Linked DNA regions of Culex pipiens: region 1 is linked to region 2. A link is a contact called in public Hi-C data. All regions are on one chromosome and are shown on one strand. The core of a region is the stretch at or near the end of the contact, and the rest is flanking DNA. Distances in the headings are between cores, read along the strand shown.

Evidence for each region. A called contact is a pair of places that touch in the nucleus more often than the background predicts.
Region 1: a contact with region 2 is called in a Hi-C map of embryo, with 8 times the contacts expected there. The contact joins the promoter of LOC120424519 here to the promoter of LOC120429008 in region 2. A contact is called at or near these places in 2 of 3 Hi-C or Micro-C datasets (embryo and whole pupa).

What each region holds. Positions count from the first base shown.
Region 1 is chr1:57,226,875-57,234,427 of TS_CPP_V2, forward strand. It overlaps LOC120424519 (sporozoite surface protein 2), which reads left to right and starts at 5,987. Exons shown (of 3, transcript XM_039588675.2): 1 at 5,987-6,819. The coding sequence starts at 6,808.
Region 2 is chr1:57,096,568-57,104,208 of TS_CPP_V2, forward strand. LOC120429008 (general odorant-binding protein 99a-like) reads left to right here and starts at 4,719. Exons shown (of 2, transcript XM_039594146.2): 1 at 4,719-4,857; 2 at 4,935-5,457. The coding sequence starts at 4,819. The coding sequence ends at 5,312.

The DNA.
Region 1 (7,553 bases), core at 4,737-7,236, 130 kb after region 2:
GTCTATTCAACTGAAAACAATCTAAAATGCATTTTTCTGCATTGATAATCATATTTAGCATGTTTGGGCATGTTTGAAAATGTTTTGAATTTTTATGAAATTGCAATGTACAGCACCGCAATAATTTTATTTTTCGCAAATAATAAAATTTTCGTCAATACTTAGATATTTTGGAAACTAATGATGGCAAAACAACTGGACAGGTGTATAATGCATTTTGAAACACTTTTTCCATCAAAATGTTGAAACCATGGCTCGTAATTTCAATTTTTATACTTTTTTTTTTATTTTTTTGCCCCCCCCCCCCTCGACTTTGGTCAGAGTCGAGGGACATAAACTTCAACAAATATTTGCAACGGCCTTATAACAATAAAACAATGAAATATCACAATAATATAAAAACTCAACAAGTTGTTTCGAAGCTCTCATCCTTTTATTTTGGAAAATGCTAAGAATTAAAAAAAAATAATGTTATACAAATTAATAATAATAATAATGTTCTAAAATTGCCAAGGGGGTGTCCATAAACGACGAAACTTTCAAAACGCTCATATTGTTGCCCCACCTTCCTTGAGGATCTGGGCACGCTAGTGCTACCCACCCAAACAACTGCTCGAATAAATATTGCCAATTTATTACTAATCTTCGAAATCCGTGTTTCGTTCTTAAACTGTTTTTAAAGTTGCTGTCCCTATTCAGACCGTAGTCCCAATTCACCACAGTTGGCGGTACTTATAGTTTTAAACTGGAAAATATGATTATAAAATTTATTTTTTTTTCGAAATTGCCGAATTAGCGGAGCTCTACTGTAATCGTTTGTTTACAGTGAATTATACCACCAGTTATACCACTTCAAGGTACACTGTGAAGTCAGAACAGTGAGAAGTGAAAAAAATCGTGGAGGTCTTTTGAAACACGTCGCCATCTTGTTTTCTCTCCAAGTTACACTTCTATTCTATGCAAATGCTGATACAGCTTATCTCAGTCCCGGGTATTAGGTGGTGATAGCCCTCGCGCTGCTTCCAACGACCCATTTCAGAATGACAGAGCTCCTTGCGGTCCAATTCCGAGGTCACTGGGCATTGTTCGGCCCCGCCTAAACATAGAAGCAAGCATCTGAAGGAAACTCGATCTATATTTAGACTTCCAATCCCCTCAGGCAAATCAGGGATCAGCGCGTATTTAATAATATGAGAAGAAGAGATAACATGTTTCAACACTACGGATCAATTCACTGCTAGAATGTAAACCTTCTGATGGTCGACTGCTTAGCGCCCCAGACCACCAATCCAGAGGTGTGAGTTCGAATCCCACCTGATTCGTTTTCGTTTTTGTTCATATTCAAAGTTCAAATTCCTGATTCCAAATTTCAAAGGTACCGACTGGGATTTGATCCCTGAACCTTCTGCTTGTGAGGCAGAAGCCGTAACCATTAAGCCACGGAGCCGGTTACTGCGTTTCAAAAAGCGCATATGCTACACAAATGTTGTTTAATTATACTCATAACTTCTGTAATTCAAGTGTAATATTTTCTACTACTCTTACAGGGTAATTCTCCGCCAACTCACACACAACGCAGTTGCCCCGACCCCTCTTCGATTTTCGTGAAACTTTGTCCTAAGGGGTAAGTTTTGTCCTTGATCACGAATCCGAGGTCTGTTTTTTGATATCTCGTGACGGAGGGGCGGTACGACCCCTTCCATTTTTGAATATGCGAAAAAAGAGGTGTTTTCAAAAATTTGTAGCCTGAAACGATGATGAGATAGAATTTTGGTGTCAAAGGGACTTTTAAGTAACATCAGACGCCCGATTTAATGGCGTACTAAGAAATCCGAAAAAACGTATGTTTCATCGAAAAAAAAACACTAAAAATGTACTTAATGTACTTTTCGAATCTACATTGACCCGAATTCTACAAAAAATGTTCTAAACTCCCTTTTTTAATGTCTCGATACTTGCAAAAAATTTAAAAGGATTTTCCAAGAAATTTCTTGTAATATAACGAAAATATAGGTCATTGCTATTTTTAAGTGTTCACGCATAAGGTAAAAAAGGTGATTCTTTGCGTTTTGCATTTTTTCTGTATCGTGCGCTTGGCGTGGCGTGCGTGGCATTATTTTAATTTTTCAAAGAAATAGGGGAACAGCATCTAATTTCAGCGTGCCTCTAATGTTGGCAGGTCAGAACTTTGACATTCAATTAAAGCTAATTAAAAGCGATTTCAACTGAAATCAAGTGATAAATAGTTCAATAAGAAGTGAGCAAGCAAGTTTGTATCAAAAGTTTTGCAAAATTAGTTGTTTAAATAGTGAAAATCAACAAATTGGGTGGAGTTAGGAGCGAGTGTTTAACCTGCCAAACATACGAGAATTTCCCCTACATCCCGGCCCGAACGAGGGATAAACAAAAAAAACATAAATCATGAACGAAATTTTAGCATTCATTTGCTATTACCCAGTTAAACGAACGCCATCTAACATTGGATAGGCCAACAGAGCATTTTTCTTGTATGCAAGATTTAATGCAATTTTATGGTTTCAATATTGTTATACGAACCTACAAGAAGACTTACCAACTGTGTACATTGAAATTAACATAAACTTTTGCCATTTTTGTTGCCCTGTATAACAAATTACTACTAAATTTTATAACTAATTAACTCGAAATGGTCAGAGAATCGTATTGTCCTTTATATTAAAGCATTGTTTATTGGCATTTACCCAATACATGGGTAGTAAATCTCTATGTAAATTATTATGTACAACGGTAAAAAACACGATTAAAAACAATTTCTAGTCACTTTTTTCCAGGGAGGTGACATCTATATCTCATTACAGGCAGTTCCACCGCAGCCAACAGAAGCTGTCAACTTCGGCACCAGAACAAAAGGGAGCTGTCAATGGAGCACTTCCATTCGAGCAGTTTTTGCTTTTTTCTTATGGAGCGAACTGTCAAAAACTGCTCGACTGCGGGTGCTCCATTACGGCGCCAGCACGAAAGAACAGCTGTTCGTTACGGAACCAAAAGAAAGCAACTGCGCACTTTATAAAAAATACAAAAACTGCAGGCATAATATGGAAATAAAGTAATTGGGTACTAAAGCTCTATGCCAATTTTTATGTACAACGGTAAAAAACACGATTAAAAACCATTTCTGATCACTTTTTTCATTTTAATGCAAAATTTTTTTTTGACAAGACAACATTTTTTCGATGGATCAACTATGGTCCCCTTGGAACGAGCTGTCAAGTAGGAGCTTTTCTGTCAAGAAGGACCGCGAGGTTAATTTTTCAAAATTGATTTAAAAATCCATTTTAAGCTCTTTATGGTCGTACAAAGGGTCATTGTACTCAGAAAAATAAGCTTTATCGCTTTGAACAATAATATCAGCAATCTAAGCTTCATTTTAGGACCCAATTATTGTTTTGATGTAAAATTTTATCGCAATGTAAGTTTAATAGTTATGTGAGGTGATTTTTATCATTTTTTTGCAAAATAAGCTACTGAAGTTTGGATTATTGAGCACACATCGGGCCGATGACCTCATTTAAAGTTGTACTTTTATCACATATAACGTTTAACTCAACTACTGTGTAATTTGACTTTTACTACAGAAATTCGTATAACAAAAATTGAATTATTAATAAAAAAAATATGTTTGTTTTCACTGTGCGCAGTTTGCGCGCGCTATTAATCTCAATCACCCAAGATGGCGGCTTTTGTCATCCCCCTGCTTTTTCGTATTTCTGCAAATAAAAATAATAAATTGACAAGACAACATTTTTACAATGGATCAACTATGGTCCCCTTGGAACGAGCTGTCAAGTAGGACCTTTTCTGTCAAGAAGAACCGTAAAGTTAATTTTTAAAAATTGAATTTAAAATTCATTTTAAATTTATTGCAGTCGTTCAAAGGGAGCAAATAAGCAAATCAGAAAAATAACAATAATATCCCAAATTTTTAGGACCCAATTGCCTTATTCACCTGATGATATTCAATTGACTTGATCCAAGTTCTGATTGCCTATCAACACTCAGTTGGATTTGTAGGCCCGATGCATGTGAAACCGTCCTGCATCTGCTCAACATTTCTCACTGGGTTGTGACAGGCACTCAACACTACAGATAGTCAAGGGAAATAGATTGGATGAAAAATAAATCGGCACTGGCAACGTATGTTTTGTGCTTGCAACTCTGCCAGTTTTGCTGGACGTAAAGGGCGGTTGGTGTCCAGCGCGTAAAGATCTGTCAAACATTGATTGTTCTCAAAACAAGGATCAAGGCAACTTGAAATGGAGCACCCGCAGTCAAGCAGTTTTTTACAGTTCGCTCCATAAGATATACATTGTAGAAAAAAAGCAAAAACTGCAGGAATGGAAATGCTCCATTATCAATGGAGCCTTCCATTCGAGCAGTTTTTGCTTTTTTCTACAATGTATATCTTATGGAGCGAACTGTCAAAAGCTGCTCGACTGCGGGTACTCCATTGCTCGTTACACGGAAAAAAATCAGTTCCAAAAACCGTGAACAAGCGTTCGTGAAATTCGAAACTACGAACAAAGTGTTCAAATTGGTACGTTTTAGAACACTTTTTTCTTGGTTCCAAATTTAATGAAGGCATGTTCACGATTTTGGGACTGGTTTTTCGTGTGGATAAATCGAAGGCTTCTGCTTCTTCTAAGCTTGCTAGGATTACTATCGAGTTAGCACAAAAGACTGCAGATGCACATAAATATCAAAAATCAATGTTCTCGAATCTAAATACAAAACAAATAAAAAACTCGTGGCTACTAGAATGCATATACGCAGCACACATAACGGTTCCAGAATGTTATGTTTCTAAATCAATAATTCGCATGTAAATAACCACAAAGAATGTTTTGACCGATCTTGATGACAGACAACTACAATTCAATAATCCTAGTCACAAGTGAACAATAAACAAAACCACAAACCCACTATGTACTTGCGTCGTCTATGAATGAAACAATACGTGACCAAAATTGGTTATTAAGCCGACTATGGATACTGGACTGACTGACGGTTGAAATTCTCTGTCTTCTAACTCTGATGTGGTTTACCACACCACTGACTGCCACCGTGTGTTGAACCCATCTCCAGATTGGTTTGATCCTTTCCTCGTTAGTTTGCATGGAAGGTGCTGTGTTTCTCGCTGCCTCGACATGGCTCATTTAAATTGATTGTTTTAACTTCAAAGAAACGTATGGCCGCGGTGGCCTGGCTGTACGCAGTTTGACAGGTTCAATATAAAGCCTGACGTCTTTTTTTATTCGTTGGACTAGTCTCGATATGAGAATTTATTCGAATTCTTGTTGTTATGAATTCTAAAGATGTGAATGCAAGCTGCTGTCTATCACAAATTATTTCTGAAAATATGGTTTAACCAATAGTACCGTCAAATTGGGGGATATTGATACCCCGGAATGACCCTGGCAAAAAAAAACTATAAAATCAATTAAAATCAACGTTATGGCTCTAACGATCTTTCCTAAGACAACAAGGTGAACCATCCGTATAAAAATAATGCGTTTAGGCTCAATGAGTTTTAACCTTAAAAACTTTATGCCTAATGAGTAATAAGCCAGTCAGTGAGCGTGTGAGTGGGTGAGTAGATGAGTTAGTCAGTGGGCAAGCGAGTGAGTGAATCTGTGAGTCAGTTTGAGTGAGACAGTGAGTGAGTAAGTTACATAGTTAGAGCACGGGTCCTTGATTTAACATAGCAGACAGACTAGTGTGAAACAGTGACTTGAAATTTTTTTCACTTTTACAATAATTATCATCATGTAAAAAAAAGTTTCTTCAACTACCCAGAAAAGAAAAATGAAACCGTTTCCCCAGTCAAAACTCTCTTCCCTTTCAGCGACTCTTTCAGCGCGCGCACGACATTCAGCGACGAACCCCGAGTGAGCGCGGGCGCGGGATTTCGCATCAAGTCACGAACCGCGTGCTCGCAACCTCCGGGCAAGAGTCGCCAGGTCCTACCTCAACGCTGCCAAAGACCACAACCAACAGGCAAATTTCTCTCCTCTCATCACAAGTCCCGCGCCGACGAAGCCGGACAGCAACTCTCACGTCGTCCAAACAACACTGGAGGAGTTTGAGAAAAAAAAAGGTTTATGTTACTTATTATAAAAGAAGGTAAACAGTCGTTCTGCGGGCCCATTTGAGCACTTACCGTGGTGGAGTAAAGTCGTCAAAGTCGGCAGTTGGCAGTCAGCGTTAGTGATCGTAGTTACCTCTGATAAGTTCAGCTGGGGCTGGAGTGTTTGTGGTGCAAAGGTGGCCGCCTGCTGCGATTCAAGAGTTGCTGCCGCCCAAGCTTCCGAGTGTTCCGAGAAGCAGAAGCAGATTAGTCAACGGTCACTTGGATTGACGGATTACCACACAACGACGTTAGGGTTTGGGTGCGTGTGAGCAAGTGCTAACGCCTACTTAGCGAGTGCAAGTGTATGCGCTGAGAACATTTGAAACAAACTTTTTCGAAAGTCTCACGATAATTAAGGGTGTGATAAAAACCCAAGTGACTGACTGAGCAAATCTTGCCAACGCGCAGCTAATAATAAACTGTTCCAGTTGTTGATCGTGTGTTTGTGTGGACTAATCAGGCGTTCTAAACGCCCAACACTTCAACAGCTTAATCGCAGTAGCCCGGTCGTAGACAGACCACCGTTTTCTCGTTTCGCCTACTCTGAGTGACCACGGCGGTAGCATTCCGTGTGTGTACAGCAAGTGGCAGCTTAGTAGCAGGAACCAGAGCAGCTGGACCCCAGACGTTTCGCAACAATCATGAAGATCAAGGTAAGATTCGATATCGGTGGCAGCAGCCGGTGGCGTTCGAAACGGTGTGCGGTGTCGTGCTGTGACAGGGATACGGATCTAAGCCCGAGGAACTGGATCTGAAAACTAGATTGAAGTTCAAGACGGATGACGAATGGGGAGCAAGGTGCTGGAGTATATTATGAAGGATAGCACATTTACGGGAAGCCGCCATGCGTTCAGGGGGATAAGTTCCTGGATGCGGATCCTAAGATGCTGATTAAATTTTGGCAAATAAAACATTTATCGAACCTTGGAGTTTGGGTAATATAGTTATCGGAATTTATGATTTTCGATACTGTGAAATTCTTTAGAAAATCGACCGAATCTTGAATTTAGCATTCGATAAAAAATGGAGACTGTATATATGTATGTAAAAGTTACATATTGTAGTCCTCCGAAAATATTTTTTTTTTTTTTCAAAATATCGCCTCTGTCGTAAATATTAATAACAATGGGTTTTTTTTTTTGAGTATAACTTTTTTCAATTGTCCTCATCATAACCTACAACTTTGCCGATTATCATGCTTAGAATTTCCGGGCGCTTCGAAACCCGGAAACCTCATCTTGCTTTATCAAATATTTGGATATAAATTCGCATAATAACTGTCAATACCGTAAACTGGGTTCAATCGGGACACATGGGGCGAATTGGGACAGCAGTTTTAACCATGTCGGAGCAAAATATTTTGATTTTTCTGGTTGGTTTCGGTTAG
Region 2 (7,641 bases), core at 3,469-5,968:
AAGCTTCCCATGCGCCAGTGACAACGCACACCGCGGTTTCGTTTTTTTTAGCTTTGGTACGAGCCCTTTTGTGTGTTGGTATTGTCCGTTTTTTTCAAAGGTACACGCCGCGCGGCATTTCAGAATGTGCCGCAGACACTGTTGCCAGCGATTTTTTGCCCGCGAGCGAGAAGAAGCACTAGTTGGCAACGAAAAAAAAACAACAACACAACGCTTGAAGTTATACCTCTACACCATCGCCTCTTTAGCACAAGGCGCCGTGTGCGGTGAGCGCGAGTGTGGAGAGGAAAGGAATATAAGTTCTCTCCCTCGCTCGCTTGCGATCAAAGCTTTCCTTTTTCTCCCAACAACAAGAAGCAAGCCAAGAACTTTCGAAGAAGATCCCCTCTTTCTAAAAAGATCCCCACTCTCTAAAAGCTCTTTCAAATTCACCTCAATGTTTCTCAAGATTTAAATCTTATGCCTCTGATCTAGATAAAATATTAGTTAGGACACAAACCTCTAGACCACCACACAACAAAAATAAATGACAGAATTTAAATTGCATAATGGTCTCATGTCGCAGGTTTCAAAAAAAAATACTGGACAGTTATGCATATAATGCTAATACTAAAGAGCCGAAAAATATACGATATCTATAGTAGCAAATGAAAATCGATAGGGCACCCAACACATATAAGAGTATATTGGATCCCAATAACAAGACGCGCCAGCAGTACGCGCCAGCATTAGAAGCTCAACTTGACAACTTGTCGACTTGGCGACGATGCGTCTAAAATCGATGCAGTGTGATTTTTTGACGATTTTTCCGAAGAAAATTCATGCTGAATCGACATATTTACGAAGGTGAAAATGACGTCCAGCCTTAAAGTAAAACCTATACCTTTCTTTAGTAAGAAAGGCAAAAAGTAAATCGCTCTAAAAATTGATCCGGATTGCCGATAGGTGTCAAATTTGTTTCAGATGCTCACTCATGGTCTGTACTATGAATGTAGAAAGAAATTTCGGATAAAATCGGAAATGAAAAGTGTTGGCAAAGGTCACCAGGTGGGCTTTTACCTTTTTTTAGGGATTTTTTTTCTTTTGGTAGGTTAATCAAACGGCTCTAACTCCAGAACCAGATTATGGATCTGGATGAAAATTTGGGAGGTTGTAGAGCTCGAAAAATGCAATTTTTGAGATAAATAAAAGATATGAAAATGAAAAATTTTGACCATATTTTCATTTGAAAACTGTGTATTTTGTTGAAAAGTCTGGCCGCATCCGAAAACAGATGGATATTTCGAAATTCGGTCTCAAAATGACCCTTGTTCAGCACACCAGCTTTCAAATGCACTTGGAACAATCAAAATCGAAAATAGGGGAGCCGAGGATTACGCGACACAAAATTTGGCAAAAAATTTACCACACACGGACATCACTCGAACTCCACGGAATTTATTTTCTCAAAATTCGAGGGTTGGAGATAGGCGAGTTCTGTCAAGGTGAATCGATAGAGCGTCTAAAATCGATGCAGTGTGATTTTTTGACGATTTTTCCGAAGAAAATTCATGCTGAATCGACATATTTACGAAGGTGAAAATGACGTCCAGCCTTAAAGTAAAACCTATACCTTTCTTTAGTAAGAAAGGCAAAAAGTAAATCGCTCTAAAAATTGATCCGGATTGCCGATAGATGTCAAATTTGTTTCAGATGCTCACTCATGGTCTGTACTATGAATGTAGAAAGAAATTTCGGATAAAATCGGAAATGAAAAGTGTTGGCAAAGGTCACCAGGTGGGCTTTTACCTTTTTTTAGGGATTTTTTTTCTTTTGGTAGGTTAATCAAACGGCTCTAACTCCAGAACCAGATTATGGATCTGGATGAAAATTTGGGAGGTTGTAGAGCTCGAAAAATGCAATTTTTGAGATAAATAAAAGATATGAAAATGAAAAATTTTGACCATATTTTCATTTGAAAACTGTGTATTTTGTTGAAAAGTCTGGCCGCATCCGAAAACAGATGGATATTTCGAAATTCGGTCTCAAAATGACCCTTGTTCAGCACACCAGCTTTCAAATGCACTTGGAACAATCAAAATCGAAAATAGGGGAGCCGAGGATTACGCGACACAAAATTTGGCAAAAAAATTACCACACACGGACATCACTCGAACTCCACGGAATTTATTTTCTCAAAATTCGAGTGTTGGAGATAGGCGAGTTCTGTCAAGGTGAATCGATAGAGCGTCTAAAATCGATGCAGTGTGATTTTTTGACGATTTTTCCGAAGAAAATTCATGCTGAATCGACATATTTACGAAGGTGAAAATGACGTCCAGCCTTAAAGTAAAACCTATACCTTTCTTTAGTAAGAAAGGCAAAAAGTAAATCGCTCTAAAAATTGATCCGGATTGCCGATAGATGTCAAATTTGTTTCAGATGCTCACTCATGGTCTGTACTATGAATGTAGAAAGAAATTTCGGATAAAATCGGAAATGAAAAGTGTTGGCAAAGGTCACCAGGTGGGCTTTTACCTTTTTTTAGGGATTTTTTTTCTTTTGGTAGGTTAATCAAACGGCTCTAACTCCAGAACCAGATTATGGATCTGGATGAAAATTTGGGAGGTTGTAGAGCTCGAAAAATGCAATTTTTGAGATAAATAAAAGATATGAAAATGAAAAATTTTGACCATATTTTCATTTGAAAACTGTGTATTTTGTTGAAAAGTCTGGCCGCATCCGAAAACAGATGGATATTTCGAAATTCGGTCTCAAAATGACCCTTGTTCAGCACACCAGCTTTCAAATGCACTTGGAACAATCAAAATCGAAAATAGGGGAGCCGAGGATTACGCGACACAAAATTTGGCAAAAAATTTACCACACACGGACATCACTTGAACTCCACGGAATTTATTTTCTCAAAATTCGAGTGTTGGAGATAGGCGAGTTCTGTCAAGGTGAATCGATAGAGCGTCTAAAATCGATGCAGTGTGATTTTTTGACGATTTTTCCGAAGAAAATTCATGCTGAATCGACATATTTACGAAGGTGAAAATGACGTCCAGCCTTAAAGTAAAACCTATACCTTTCTTTAGTAAGAAAGGCAAAAAGTAAATCGCTCTAAAAATTGATCCGGATTGCGGATAGATGTCAAATTTGTTTCAGATGCTCACTCATGGTCTGTACTATGAATGTAGAAAGAAATTTCGGATAAAATCGGAAATGAAAAGTGTTGGCAAAGGTCACCAGGTGGGCTTTTACCTTTTTTTAGGGATTTTTTTTCTTTTGGTAGGTTAATCAAACGGCTCTAACTCCAGAACCAGATTATGGATCTGGATGAAAATTTGGGAGGTTGTAGAGCTCGAAAAATGCAATTTTTGAGATAAATAAAAGATATGAAAATGAAAAATTTTGACCATATTTTCATTTGAAAACTGTGTATTTTGTTGAAAAGTCTGGCCGCATCCGAAAACAGATGGATATTTCGAAATTCGGTCTCAAAATGACCCTTGTTCAGCACACCAGCTTTCAAATGCACTTGCAACAATCAAAATCGAAAATAGGGGAGCCGAGGATTACGCGACACAAAATTTGGCAAAAAAATTACCACACACGGACATCACTCGAACTCCACGGAATTTATTTTTTCAAAATTCGAGTGTTGGAGATAGGCGAGTTCTGTCAAGGTGAATCGATAGAGCGTCTAAAATCGATGCAGTGTGATTTTTTGACGATTTTTCCGAAGAAAATTCATGCTGAATCGACATATTTACGAAGGTGAAAATGACGTCCAGCCTTAAAGTAAAACCTATACCTTTCTTTAGTAAGAAAGGCAAAATTCGAAAAAACTCGCAGGTGATCACAATCAATTACAGCGAAGAAATCCGAAAAAACGATAGAGCACTGAGCACTTCACTGCTGCTTGCTCTCGTGCGTACACGGAGGTGAATAAAATATTTCAAGAAGCCTTTTATGACTGCAATACATTATTATAATTTTTCGTGTTCTTAATAAATTGCTTTGAGCAGTTTTTTCAACATAAACATTACTTTACCTCTTAGACAATTTTTTTTTTATGGATTTTACTTAAAAAAATAAACCTTAAAATATCAATACTACTGAAGTTGTCTACACGTGTAATTTTGCGTATGAAAAGTTTTTTTTTAGATTTTTTTACGGGTTGAGAGTAAGATGGAAAAAGAACATGTTAAACTCCTGTTTAACATGTTCTTTTTCCAACTTACTCTCAAGGAGCATTTAAATCCCTTTTACCTTCATGAAAGTTCAACTTATTTTTATTTATTTTTCTTTTAAAACAAAAGATAAGGTACATTTTAAAGAAAACAACAACCAAAACACCAATCGGACTCATTCGAATAAGTGAACAATCAAATTAATTATATTTGGGCAGTAAAAATACAACATGAAACTAAATTTCAAAATTTCAAATTAATAAATGACGACAACAAAATATGGATATGTGATAAAGAATAACACAATAAACACAATATAGATTATTTTTTTCCATGATATTAACCCATCTAATTCTTGAACACCACTACCTCATCCCGGAGATTTTTGACCCGTATGCGGGACTGCTGGCCGATCCTCGCTTGCGCGCCGCTATAGCCACAATATTTACTGATCAAAAGTAACCTCCTCGACTCCATCACAAAAGGTGTAATGTGATGCGATGCATGGCCCCACCAATCAAAACCGTCCGCTGTGGGGGCCCATTATCAGTCGGTATAAAAGCGGCCAATTCTGACCAAACAGAACATCAGTTCCAGTTTTTCCCGCACCATCGAAGTCGTTCAAGCCGTCCCGTCTAAGATGAAGCTGTTTATCGCCATTTTTGCCCTGATCGCCGTGGTAAGCAGCTGCTGTTAAGGTTTCGGGAGATCGTTCTGGAGTAATTTGGAACTTTTTTTTAATTCTTCCGTCTACAGGCCGCCGCTGACTTTACCGTGAAGACCACGGACGATCTGCAGACGTACCGCTCGGAGTGTGTGTCCTCGCTATCCATCTCGGACGAGCTGGTGGCCAAGTACCGCAAGTGGGACTTCCCAGAGGACGACACGACCCAGTGCTACATCAAGTGTATCTTCAACAAGATGGAGCTGTTCGACGATAACAACGGACCGATCGTGGACAACCTGGTCCTGCAGCTGGCCCATGGCCGTGATGCCGACGAGGTTCGTGCGGAGATCCTGAAGTGCGTGGACAAGAACACCGACGACAACTCGTGCCACTGGGCCTTCCGGGGCTTCAAGTGCTTCCAGACCAACAACCTGCAACTGATCAAGGCCAGCATCAAGAAGGATTAGAGTGGTTTTAGTAGGGAGCAAAATGATCGGATCGTGTATTACCAGGATGGTTTTTTGAAGGAAACGCTGGCTCTAACAATGGTTTGTGGGAAATTTGATTGGAAATTAAGAAAGAGAAAATAAAGAGAGATTTTTGTACTGAGCAGTTCAAATGGTGTAAATGATACAAATTTTGTAGCCTTCCCCTTTCAGTGATGAATTTTTATTGCAGGAAACATTGTTGCAGAACTAGTTGATTACTTTCTTACTTCTACAGTATAAAATGCAGTGTCTTGTCCAAAAAACTAAACTGAAATTACTGTTGCTGTTACTGAGTTATTTGTGTACTTGTTTATTTCTTTCACGGACTTCAATGCTCAATATTCGTCAGCCAAAATGCATATTTGTACTTAGAGATACTTAGGAGTTCTTGAATATTTCATTATTTTACTAATGATAATTGAATAAGGTCTCAGCATAACCGTCGCTAAGTTGAGTACCCATCCCAACATCCGGAACTGAGTGTCTCTATGGTGGACCCCTCGAAGAATCGCCGATGATTTGCTACTTCTACAAATTCAGCACCTCACACGCTGGACCGTCAGAAAACTGTACGCCAAGGGAACGGGAACAAAGCCCCTCATGGATCCTTCATCCAGGTGACCTGTGTGTACCCTGTTCTATACGAAGAAGACTTGTAGTCAGTGAGTCTTCGGGATTCCTTGATTCGTCTCCAAATCGGTGTCACCTGCTAGGCCAGATAAGTAGTCTAACTTTTCATTGTCGGTTATTCCAGTGTGTCCTGGAATCCAACACAAAGTTATTTGCTATTACGTCATCTTCTTCGATCGGCTAGATCTTCGCGGTGATTCAATTGTCTCGACTCTACTGCTCACAGAACATTAGAAGAACAGGGGACAGTATCAGGTTCGAAGCGTAGTTGGAAGTGATTATAATGATCAGATCTTATCGAATTCTCAACCTTTGAATCAAATAATACAAATTGGTGTACTTTAACAGCTCCTTGTTGGACCCGAAAATAACCTCCGCTTACAGTTTTACGTCGAATTCCACGATGTCTTGTGGACGAGCAATACCATCACCGCAACGTTCTGTAAACTTGACATAATACTCAAGGTGCCTGATTCGGATCGGCTGGTGTTAGACCGGCAAGTTGTTTGCTACTTTTTATTTGAGCATTTTGAGGCAATCGGAACACGTTTTGGTAAGCGTGAAACTTGGATTTTTTAAATATTAAATTCAAAAAAATTATATGGAAAATTGGTGTGCTGGAAAATCGATTTTGATATTACACCCTAGTGCAACATGGAGTTAAACTTTCTGTGCAGTTGCTGTGAAGGTTCCCATGGCACATCGAAAAGTGTAACTCCATGTTGCACGCACACACTCTCACTTTTAATTTCTGGATTGTCTTCAGATGGATTTAATAAGCAAAATAAGACTGTTTGTAAAACTAAAACAAACGCATTCAAACACAAACACACACACACACACACATATGTGATTTGTTTTCTTATTCTTCTAATAATTATCAGCTACCACTAGCTTACCCTTAAGACTAACGCTTAACATCCAACTGTTATACGCTAGCCAAGACACACCAACTTACTTTTCTTAACTTCAGTTGCTCTTCCACGTAATATTGCATGCCATTTTCGGGAGAAAGAGCCACCTGGTTAGTGATAGCCAAATTGTCAAACACTTAATTGCATGTTTTAAGTCATAATCTGGGTGCAGAATAGTTGTCCGCAAAGCGGCCTCAATTTAGAACTGTGAAAGCGGAACCAATTTACTGTTCCCAAAATAATACCAAGGAGTGGCAAGTATTGTGATCGATCTATAATTTATTTTGTAAAGAATAAAAAAAAAGTCGATGGCGTCGAGCTATTAAGGTATTCCAAGTCAAAACATCTTAAGAAGAGGGTTGAAATCGAGATTGGCATGATTCGTTGCTAACATTTCAAAATCGTTATGTCTCACCCAAAACCTATGTTTATGACACGTTTTGAAATGTTAGCGACGAATTATCAATAACAATGAATGGTACCTGCCAATTAATATTGGATAATCTTACTTCGATATTATCACTGCACATCAAAGATACATACCGTAAACTGGGGTGACTTTGATAGCCGGGTGACTTTGATAGGTTTTTCAAATGCCCGTCAAATTAATATCTAAACATTTTTGAGAATTTTGAGTATGTAAGCATTAAGGGAAGGCTTATTATCGAACAAATATGCAAAAATGAAACTGTTTCATTGGATGTATCAAAATTAGTGGCCAAATCAAATTTCTATCAATGTCACCCCAGTGTACGGTAATCTCG